Linked DNA regions of Mus musculus: regions 2 and 3 are each linked to region 1. Evidence: chromatin contacts called from public HiChIP or PLAC-seq and Micro-C data. All regions are on one chromosome and are shown on one strand. The core of a region is the stretch at or near the end of the contact, and the rest is flanking DNA. Distances in the headings are between cores, read along the strand shown. Region 1 has its middle 6.0 kb from the start of Gm31342. Region 2 has its middle 180 kb from the start of 1700012I11Rik. Region 3 overlaps Tg (thyroglobulin).

Region 1 (3,435 bases), core at 392-2,891:
CAGCAAGCCCCTTGCTGTCTGAGCCATCTCCCCCGCATCTTAAATGCTTTTATGTCCCAGCCACAGTTATACTCCCTAACACACAAATGAGCCATCACAACCCCATTTCTCTTTATATCAGTGCTTCTCAGCCTTCCAATGCTGCAACCCTTTAATATGGTTCCTTAGACTGTGGTGGCCCCAACCATAACATTATTTCATTATTACTTCGTACCTGTGTCCTGCCATTTGCCCCATAGCTAGAATGACTCCTACCAGTACTGAAAAATGCCCTGGTGGCCCGTCATCTTCCTGGCAACCAGGAGGACAGAGAGGGTCCAATCATGAAACCCCTGGACTCCCAGCAATGATACAGTTGTAGTAGATTTCAATCTCGAGGTTGCCACTTTACAGCTGCGTGTCTCTGATGAAATGAGTTCACCTCCCTTGAGTTCGGATCACCAGGAGGACGGGTGCTGAGGCAGGAGTACTCACTGACTTAGTGTGGTCCAGCATGAGCTGGGAATTGAAGCACACCACCAAGGTGATAGGATCCCAACCCTCAGCTTGTTTTGCCCCATCCCTGGCCTAAGCAAACTTCTCAACCCATCACTCGGAGGCTCAGAGACACAGTGCTCCAGAAAATAGTTATGTGGAAGCTGAGCCAGGGCCCTTGGGTGCAGGCTTTGTTTTGGAAACAACCGCCCTCAGGCTGGGAGGAGGGGACTGTGCCCCAAGTCTGACTCTGCGCCCCAGAACTCAGGTCCTCTGTGCCTGCCTCTGTAAATAAGGGTAGCGCAGGCTTGATAACCTGCCCCTCCCCAACCCTGGCTCGCTCTAAGTTGTTTCCCAGAAAAGCTAAATGTCAGGACCTAGAGCACCAACCCAAATTCAGCACCGTGTGTGTTTTTGTAGCTCCAGAGAGCTAGGAATGGTTTTTATACTTCTGAAAAAATAATTAAAAAAAAAAAAAGAATCAGAAGAATAATATTTTCTAACATTTGAAAAATGACAGAATTCAAATGTTAGTGTCCATAAATAGCGTTGTACTGGGATGCGGCCAGGAGCGCTCACTTACATGTTGTCTAGGGCAGCTCTCTGGCTCCCAACTCTCTGGCTTTTCCTGGAAAAAGCAGCTGCCTCTTGCCCTGGAGCCATTTCAGTAGAGCAGTTACCTGCATACAGGCCTATGGTGTGAGCTTCCTCGACCACCTCCCCTTGTGAACACAACACCTGAGAAAACAACTTAGGGAGGAGAGATTTATTTTGGCCCATGGTTTCAGGTTATTTAGTTTATGCTGAACCTCTGGGTGAGGGGGGAACTTCCTTACCTCTAGGCGGAGAGGAGGCAGGGAGAACAGCGCCAGGAGGGATCACCCCCAGAACACATCTTCTGCAACCAGTCAGGAAGTTTCATGCCCCACCCCCAAGCCAATAGATTATTTAAATTTCTAATCAATGAGCCTTCCTGGTGCAATCATTTCTGGATGAACACTCCCTCCCTGACGGGAGAGCTGTGCCTCACTAATCTTCTAGGATCTTACACTGACTAGGAAGAATAAACATTGCACCCTATTTCACAGGAAGTCACTTCTGAGAGCCGGTGGGGAGGGTTGACCTCAAAACAGGAGTCTTGTGGGAAGTGAGGGTAAACCCAGTACAGCCTCTAACATAATTACCTCACCAGATGGAGAGTGACTACAGGAAGTCAGGAATCTGCACCAGTGTAGTCTCTTTAATAACTGTAACCTTTCCGTTCATTGACAACTGCTGTTTAGCATGTCAGTATGGAGCCTTGGCTCTAAGGGACCAAAACCACTTGAATTCCTTATGCCTTATGGCAGTAACCATGCTAGAGACAGTTGGACAGACTGTCCACTGCATAACCTCTAGACATGCTACTTCTTTCACTGTTATCCATATCTGTATCAATAAGGATAATTTTCTACAGTAGGGTTTCCCAGTCCCCAAAGGCACAGAGTGGCCCTGGGTGACACTGCTTATTAGCCCTCCCCTCCAGTTTTGTAAAAGATAGATGTGGACCTTGGCACATAGTAGGCACTCAACTAAGTCAAGCTGAGAAAACGTAAGCATAAGCGTCTCTCTTGGACCTTACACTGGAGCATGAAGGGCTCGAGGGCAGTGTGCTCTCTGGTCCAGTCACTCACGTGACGTGACTGCAGGTATTCAGCTGAACAAAATAAACAACTCATTCGCAGCTTAAGCTCTTTGTCCCTTCCTTCTAAACAAGTCTTCATCATCACATGTCATGGGGACTTGGAGCTGGGCCAACACATTATTTATTGAATGCCATGATCTTTTCCTGCTCCCTTGCCACCTTTCTTGGATGTGCTTGTGGAATAGACTGTTCTAGAAAGAGTAACTTTTTTATTACCTCCAGCTGCTTGTTATCTGAGGTGCTACTTTCTGCAGGGACTGCTATTACACATGAAGATGGCTTAGCCCGGGCCTGTCACTGGTTACTCAAAGTTGTTTTTACCCCATTTTCCTCCTCCCTAGATGAGCGGTCTCATATTTTTTGTATCAGAGCCATCAGGACTCTTTCCTCTTTGGGGATTCGAGCCACAGACGTGGAGGAAGAGAAAGTTGGACAGAGAAGGAGAAGAAAGGCCTCATCCAACCCCGGTGCTGGGCCAGAGCAAACAGCTCTCAGCCTTGATCCTTGGGGACAGGCAGCTGCTTTATTCCAACAGGTGCAAGGAAGTATCAGGCCACAAGGCAGAATCAGGGTGGAGGTGGCTGTGGAGACAGATCCTGCAAGGCTTCCTGGGTTTCGGGGCCATAGGAAGCCCTGGGTTCCATTCTGGGGCTTGAATGGCTTTTTCTCTCAGAGAAAACAAATGCTGGCCTTGTTTGCAGATTTGTTTGTGTCTCTGCATCCCCCCAGGCCCTTTCTGCTCTCCTCCCCCAGGCTCAGCCTCAGGCAGGCCGCTGTGAGAGCCCAGGCTTCCAGAATTTCCGGAGCTTGCTCCTCAACTCAAACCAAATGCGCAGAGAGACCCTGGGGGCCAAAAGAAGAGAAAGGACTTTCCCTTTCCAGATGCAGACTGTCCTCGGCTCCCAGAGTTCTGGAGCTTCTACGTTTGACATTGCTACAGAAGCAGGTCCATGCCCTCCATTTCAGTGCAGTATTCAATAATTATGTGGGTGACTAAAAAAAAAAAAAAAAAAAAAAAAAAAAGGCTTTGTGCGAGGTGACTGCCTACCGAACGTGAATGCAAATTATTCTGAGTGAGGTTAAGCTGGGTGGGCCAGGTCCAACGACTGACTGCACGACTATCCAGGTACTTTGACCATACAAAAGGCGTGCCGGGAAGCTAATGCCATCATAAAGGGAAGATCTTACAAAAGAAAAACCTCTCCGCAGAGTAAGGCCAATGCTTAGGGTGCCAGCTTCGAGGCCAGGCACCATACTGGGCTTCACGGTTCTCAAAG
Region 2 (3,435 bases), core at 464-2,963, 360 kb after region 1:
CAGACAGGTGCCAACTCTTGTGCAGGCATATGCTTTCTGGCTAGCTTCTGCTCTTGTCATAGAGAAGTGACCTGTGCCGATGTGGTCCAGTCTTTCTGAAGTACTCTTGTAGATTCTAGGTTTTAAATGACAAGAGAAAGACTGATGTGACAATTTAATTCATAAAGATGTTGAAAACAAAGAGAAAAAGGTGGCCTGCTCTTGATCTCTTGGGAAATGATTTAGTTTTCTCTCTCTCTCTCTCTCTCTTTATTTAGATATTTTCTTTATTTACATTTCAAATGCTCTCTCCTTTCCTGGTTTTCCCTCCGAAAACCCCCTATACCATACCCCTCCCCTTGCTCACCAACCCACCCACTCCTGTTTCCCTGTCCTGGCATTCCCCTACACTGGGGCACTGAGCCTTCTCAGGACAAAGGGCCTCCCCTCCCATAGATGTACAACAAGGCCATCCTTGGCTACATATGCAGATGGAGCCATGGGTCTCTCCATGTGTACTCTTTGGTTGGTTGTTTAGTCCCTGGAAGCTCTGGGGATACTGGTTGGTTCATATTGTTGTTCCTCCTAGGGGGCTGCAAGCTCCTTCAGCTCTTTAGGTCCTTTCTCTAGCTCCTCCATAAGGGACCTTGTGCTCAGTCTAAAGGTTGGCTGAGAGCATCCACCTCTGTATTTGTCTGGCACTGTCGGAGTCTTTCAGGAGACAGCTATATCAGGATCCTGCCAGCAAGCACTTGTTGGCATCCACAATAGTGTCTGGGTTTGGTGACTGTATGTGAGATGGATCCCCATGTGGGGCAGTCTCTGGATGACCTTTCCTTCAGTCCTTGCTCCACACTTTGTCTCTGTATCTCCTCCCGTGGCTATTTTGTTCCCCCTTCTAAGAAGGTGACAATGATGATGGTGGTGGTGATAGTTAGTTAGTCACAGCAAACAAATGTTAGGGTCTTACTGTGTTCTGGGCCTAACACATACTGAATGTTCTGATGGAGCTATCCCATGTCTGTTTGACAGAGATATATCCCTGATGCTCAAATCACTTAGGGTATATTTTTCAAGTTATAGTAAATTAGAGCTCAGACAATTTACATTCACTTACTCCCCTTAATGAAACATTCAAGGCTGGATACTGTAAGCACTGGGTTGAGGATTTGTGAACTCATTTGGCTCCTGCTCATGTTCTCTCTGGCTGTTTCTTTGGGGACTGAGTGAAGAATGCTAAAATGAGAGTCACAAGCAGAAACACGAGTGAGAACTGAGCATCTGCTTGCCACTCCTGCTTGTCTTATATCTCTTGACACCATGCCCCAATCAAACTCCAGACCCACAGACCCCCTCTAAAGCCCTGTGGCCCTTTGTTTAAATCCCCGCGCTCAGTCCCTCCTGGAACTTGCAGATATTCTAGTCTCTGCCAGAACGACTTTTTCTATTCCCCTTGTCTGATTAATGTCCCCTTTCCACCCCCTCCTCTTGGTGTCACATTATAAGGGATTTGCCCCACCCCCAACCTCCCACTGGGTCTGGCTTCTCACTTAGCAATGCAGCTTCCTTCCTAATGGTGGTCAAGGCTGTAGTCGGACACTTGCCTTCATTGGTTAATTCATCGGACTCTACGCATGCAAAAACAGGGAGAGCTTGTCTTCTTTTGATTGGTTTTGCATCTCTGCCACCTAACCCGTAGTGTGGATTTAAAAACTGTCTATTGAAGAATTGAGTAAACAGGAAGATGTAGATGTGTGTCAGTTCTTTGTATGTGGTGACAGATTCCATGTGAGCTGGTCCCTAAATCCATGCATAGGGCAAGGGGGACAGGGTATTATGATCACAGCCAGGATCAGGATCCTGAAAGTATGGATGGCCACATCAAAGACTTCACAGGTCATCATTGTGCCAAAGTGGTCACAGACACTGTGTGAGCAAGCCTGGCTGTGTTTTAGTAAAAGCATATTTATAGACTCAGTGACTTGAATTCCACGTCATTTATTTGTATCACGGAATATTTTTCTTCTTCAAACTTTTGTCTACAACTGCTTAAAATGTGAAAATGGCTCTTAGACTATGTCAGTTGTACAAATATAGGTTGCCTGTTAGATTCAGGCCATAGGCTGATCCCTAGTTGATGCTCTTGCTATCTACCCTCGGGTGTTTCCTTTGACATTTTCCAGAAGGTCACACTCCTTGCCTGCCTCTCATTATTTCTGTGACCCGTAGAGTGCTGCTCAATATTGGCTGTTCAGGAACATAGTGGTTGGGTTAGCTGAGTACAATGGTGACCTCTGAAGGTAAAGTGTAGCTCATGTATGAGCATTTTGGGGGTCTTGGACATGCTCCTCCAGCTGTGGGAATGTAAGGATGTCTGTCTGTGGGGGATGAGAAAGATACTGATGGACAGCAAAAGGATATTATCAAGGTGAGAAGGCAGATGCCAGAATCCCAGAACTGTGGGCAGCCTTGGTGGGGGGCTGTCTGTCTTCTCATCTGTTTGGAAAGTCTCATATCCATCCCCAGAATTGAATTATATTGCTTTCCCCCAGCGATACCTCATGCTTGTGAAACTCAGCCTTTTTTCCACACCATTCATTTTCACCAAATAAGGCTTGACATTTGTGAAGGGTTAGTGAAGATAAGACTCAGGGTGGAGCAAAAGGATGTGAGAAGGGTTACCACATGCAGTGTGTGGGCAAAGATCACAGATGACATCTGTTTTCAAAAGGAGAAGAACCCAACCAACCAGTTCTCAGTCCTCTAAACCTGATTCTTTTGGTAAATGCCTACAGTGTATGTGTGTGTGTGTGTGTGTGTGTCTGTGTGTGTGTGTGTGTGTGTCTGTGTGTGTCTGTGTGTGTAAAACCTGGCAACTCCAGTTTGCTTTGTATTTCACTGTCTTTTTCTCACAAGTGCAATTAACCGTGGCCACCTATGAATATTTCCCTGTGGGACACTTGGAAGTCTGTGGCCTTCTTCCATGTCAATGGCCACTTCTATTCAGCATGGCATGCTTTCTCACAGGGATCAAATTTGACTTCTGTACAATTACCAGCTCTCTCCCTGTGGAAACAGACATGCTAGCTTACATTTTCTTATTTTTGCTTGCTTTCCTGCACTTGTGTCCTGTGCAGGAGAATCTGGTCATATCAATTACCTGACCCAGGGACTAAGAAGAATGAAAATGTTTAGGAGATGGTTGTCCCCAAATTCAACCTACTGATGCCATGAAATTTCCCCCTGGGAAAAAAATGGCTAAAATGGTAAATTTTAAGTTTTACCATAATAGAAAGTTGATCTTTGTCCTAGTTACTTTTTTTTTCTTTTTCCTTTTTTTTTTTTTTTTGCTTAACTTGTTCTAGTTACATGGTCACTTTTATCATCCCTGGACCAAATACCTGACAAGAAGAAGTTTAAGAAAGAAAGGGTTTATTTTGCCTTATAGTTCTGAGG
Region 3 (3,435 bases), core at 317-2,816, 300 kb before region 1:
GTGAAATGATACTTACAAATACAGATCACCTCTTCTATGCATGATCAACAGGTATTCTGTTAGGAGCAGCTACTTCCTTTTCTGGACTCATAGGCTTATAAATAGTGGATCTGGGGCTGTTGGGATGGTCAAGTCCCCACCTAGAATATAGTACAGAAGTCCCAGCATCTGTTGAGCAATGGCTTACAGAATTCTTCCCACTTAGTTCATATTTCTCACTGCCCCACCTTTTTGGACTCCTGTGTTCTCCCTCCAGGAGGAGAGGTGACCTGTCTGACTCTGAACAGCATGGGGATTCAAACATGCAATGAGGAGAGTGGAGCAACCTGGCGCATTTTGGACTGTGGCTCTGAGGACACAGAAGTCCACACCTATCCCTTTGGGTGGTACCAGAAGCCTGGTGAGGAACCTGCTACTGGCACATGTGTCTGCTGTTGACCATATCCCAAGCCTGCACTAGGATGATGTCTTAGGATCAGGAAGAAGATTAGTCAGAATTCCCTGGAGACCAATGATAGAAATGGATTCTATTTAATTTAAGAAGAAAAGACATGCCTTGGAGACTGCTCATTAACTTAAAGGAAAAAAAACTTAAAGGAAAGATTACCAATTAGATCTCAGGAAAGATGGAACAATATCAGGTTCACAGGTATAGTTAGCTAGGGTACATAGCAGCTTCTTCAATTTGCTACTTGCACTTGCTTTAGAGGGGCTGCTCATGGTATACTTTAGAAGCCTTTTATTCAGGATCAAATTGCCCAGCATAGTCTAGAAATACCCCACTGCTGGAGGGAGAAAGCAATAGCATTAGTGGAGGCCTCAGAAAATACAGAAGTATTAGGAGAAAGAAAGCTTAACCTCCTTAGGTCCTGTTGCTGGACAAACAGCAAAGTCAACAGTTGTCCACTCTGATCCCTTGGTCTCCCTGCTGTGCCAATTTTTACCGTCAGCCGGAATGATGTTCTATATGCAGTGTCAGGGAAGGAAGGGAACAGCCTGCGTAGGTTTTTAAGCATTTAAGTTAGGATTTCAGGAAAGGACAGCCTGTATGGGTCATGAAGGCAAATGGCTGCATTATCTAAGACTCATTTCCAGGTCTGTTTTAGGAGAACAATCTGAAATCAATGAAGAAAGGAGTGGATATTTCTGTATGTGCTTAGATAAAACTATACTCAGAATCTTCCCTCTATAGGACAGGCTGGTCTTTGTAAGACTCATAGTACCCCTTAGCTTCTGTCAGTAGGACAAGTGACTGAGGCTCACTGGTCCCATACACTTAGATACTGGGTGTCTATGGTATTAGTATAGACAATTGCATGGAAACTAGAAGAGACTAGCCATCAGATTGTGTCTCAGGAGCAAACTCATGAAGATGTCTTAGAGACAAAAGTATTGTCTCAGGAAGTAACAGAGAAGCAGAGCAGAGGATCGATCAGTGTCTCCAACCTGACACATAGGTCACTTCCTTCTCAATTCATTTTCTGAGCGAATCTGGAGAGTACTGGACGTTCTTGACACTTCCCTAGAAACTAGGGTTATGTAATTATTGCTGCAACTGAAGTCTTAGAGAAGTAGAACTTTGGTCTCCATATTCTTCATACTGGAAAACCACCATTTCCCTACCTAGTTTGGGCAATGAGAGAAAACAGACATTCTTCCTGTGCCTGTTGTGTATCAGAAACATGCTAGGTCTACGTGAGCCTTGATATTTAGCATTATGGGAGCTCAGTGGAGTAACTTACAAGCAACTGATTTATCAACTAGAAAAGGTTAACATGATAGCAGACCAGCTGCTCCTGGTGTGGTCTTTTTGTCCAAGCCATGTTGAAACTAAAGGGTACAGTTTGGATTTCTAGGGCAGAGATCCCTTAGCCTTGCTATGTACCTAAATGTTCTTCAGCTTTGAGGCAGTTAGTATGGGCATGATTACTTCCAGACTAATCCCTTGATCTGTCATGATTGGAGGTTGCTCTGTTGGGTTTTTCTTTTCTTTCAACAGCTTGAATTGTTTTAAGAAGAAAAAAAAAGGGAGTTGTATAATGAAACTGCCACTGTGGACTTATATTTCCATACAGAGAAATCTCTAGGGCTAGAGACATACAGAGATATCTTGAGGGCAAGGGAGGAGAGGAGCATGCTTGCCTAATACATTAGTTCTATATGACTCCATGGACAGCTTCAAGACTTAAGCTACCTCAGAGCTAGGCTCACCTCAGGTCATTCTCGTCTATCCTCTCACCTTTTCACCCTGCCAGCATCTGGAAAATGCCACTTTCCATTTTCATTTGACTATGGAAGAGCTGGACAGAAAAAAAAAAACTTAAGCAGTAATTTATTTGTTCAGAATGTGATGGAAGTCACGCCAAGCTATTTCAACACCCTGACAGGCTGGCAAGGATAAGAACCCAAGGTACTCCTGGTTCCAACAGGTTCCAGCTGCTCGGGTCCTTTTCATCTGACAACCTGGAGTGCTAGTGTCTTCCAACACATATTCTGTGCCTCAGGGTAGGGACTCAAGAGTCCTGACCAGAAGCCACGTGGCAGACAATGAAAAGCCTTATCAGTACTGTCACTCAACAGTAAGGACTGCCATGTAAAGAACACTGTGCTGTAACAGCCTGGCCTCTGTTCATGAGGCTTTCATGCTGGAGGCCAGCACTTTGGGAGCACTATCGCATTAAATCCTCGTTCCCCTGTCAGTAGAAGCAAGAGAGGCAGGAGGCTCAAGGGTGCATAGAAAATGGGTGATAGACCTGGAACCTAGTTAATTTTACCTCTTAAGTTGCTATGTCACATGGCAGAGTGAGAGTGATCCTGCTTTCCTGACCTCCAGGAACTCTCAGTCTTAAAGCAAGCGACAGGTGCTGAGGAGATAAACACTTGTTGCTGGCATTCTCACCTTTGGGCTGGACCCTTCCGAAGTTCACTGGGTGTTTGTACTGACGTGCAGTGCTGGTCATTGAGGAACGGGAGAAGAGCAGAATGTTGCTGTTTTTCATAGGCGTATCCTAGAGAGGCCAGAGTGAGCATGTGTGAATAACTACAACATAGCAGGCACAGCCTACAGGAAGTCTGATTGCCAGAAGTATTGACAAAAAAGAAAGAAATGACGCGCTTTTCTAGTCTTTGTCTTTGTATCAACTAATCTGTACAAGGCTAAGGAAGGTGCCACACACATGGGCAACTCTGAGCCTTGACCTTGAAGGGTGGGTCTCTCCTAACAGCCTTCCCTTAGTCAGTTCTTGGACAAGAGACATACTTTCAACTGAGGAACTCTGATAGGTAAAAGCTGTAGGGGACTGGACCTGCTATAATCACAAAGAAAAATAGCTCTTCCTAAACACTGGCTGTCTGCAGACACGATTCTGGGTGTGCATATGGTATCAGGACAGTCTCTGTGGAAAAAATTCCTTTCCTGTCCCCCATGGAAGACAT

The links. Hi-C and Micro-C count contacts between places; a contact is called where the count stands out from the background. HiChIP or PLAC-seq counts read pairs in DNA pulled down with a chosen protein or histone mark.
Region 2: a contact with region 1 is called in a Micro-C map of the G1E-ER4 cell line. The contact joins two enhancer-like sites. A contact is called at or near these places in 3 of 484 Hi-C or Micro-C datasets (CD4 T cells, the G1E-ER4 cell line and Th1 cells) and 1 of 115 datasets of contacts at active chromatin or transcription factors (memory CD8 T cells).
Region 3: a contact with region 1 is called in an H3K4me3 HiChIP or PLAC-seq map of bone marrow-derived macrophages, with 5 times the contacts expected there. The contact joins two enhancer-like sites. A contact is called at or near these places in 3 of 39 promoter capture datasets (the C10 cell line, cranial neural crest and hippocampal neurons), 1 of 484 Hi-C or Micro-C datasets (CD8 T cells) and 3 of 115 datasets of contacts at active chromatin or transcription factors (bone marrow-derived macrophages, memory CD8 T cells and pancreatic cancer cells).

The regions. Positions count from the first base shown.
Region 1 is chr15:67,043,925-67,047,359 of GRCm38.p6, forward strand. No RefSeq gene overlaps it. Among named protein-coding and RNA genes, the nearest start is that of Gm31342, 6.0 kb to the left of the region's middle. Within about 2 kb of position 1,642, at least 73 of the 459 cell types and tissues checked have an H3K27ac peak or open chromatin away from gene starts, as enhancers often do. A contact at or near this core is called in the G1E-ER4 cell line, Th1 cells, bone marrow-derived macrophages and 1 more, where this site is marked.
Region 2 is chr15:67,407,553-67,410,987 of GRCm38.p6, forward strand. No RefSeq gene overlaps it. Among named protein-coding and RNA genes, the nearest start is that of 1700012I11Rik, 180 kb to the left of the region's middle. Within about 2 kb of position 1,714, at least 59 of the 459 cell types and tissues checked have an H3K27ac peak or open chromatin away from gene starts, as enhancers often do. A contact at or near this core is called in the G1E-ER4 cell line, Th1 cells and memory CD8 T cells, where this site is marked.
Region 3 is chr15:66,741,230-66,744,664 of GRCm38.p6, forward strand. It overlaps Tg (thyroglobulin), which reads left to right. Exons shown (of 48, transcript NM_009375.2): 34 at 257-400. Among named protein-coding and RNA genes, the nearest start is that of Tg, 72 kb to the left of the region's middle. Within about 2 kb of position 1,567, at least 36 of the 459 cell types and tissues checked have an H3K27ac peak or open chromatin away from gene starts, as enhancers often do. A contact at or near this core is called in bone marrow-derived macrophages, where this site is marked.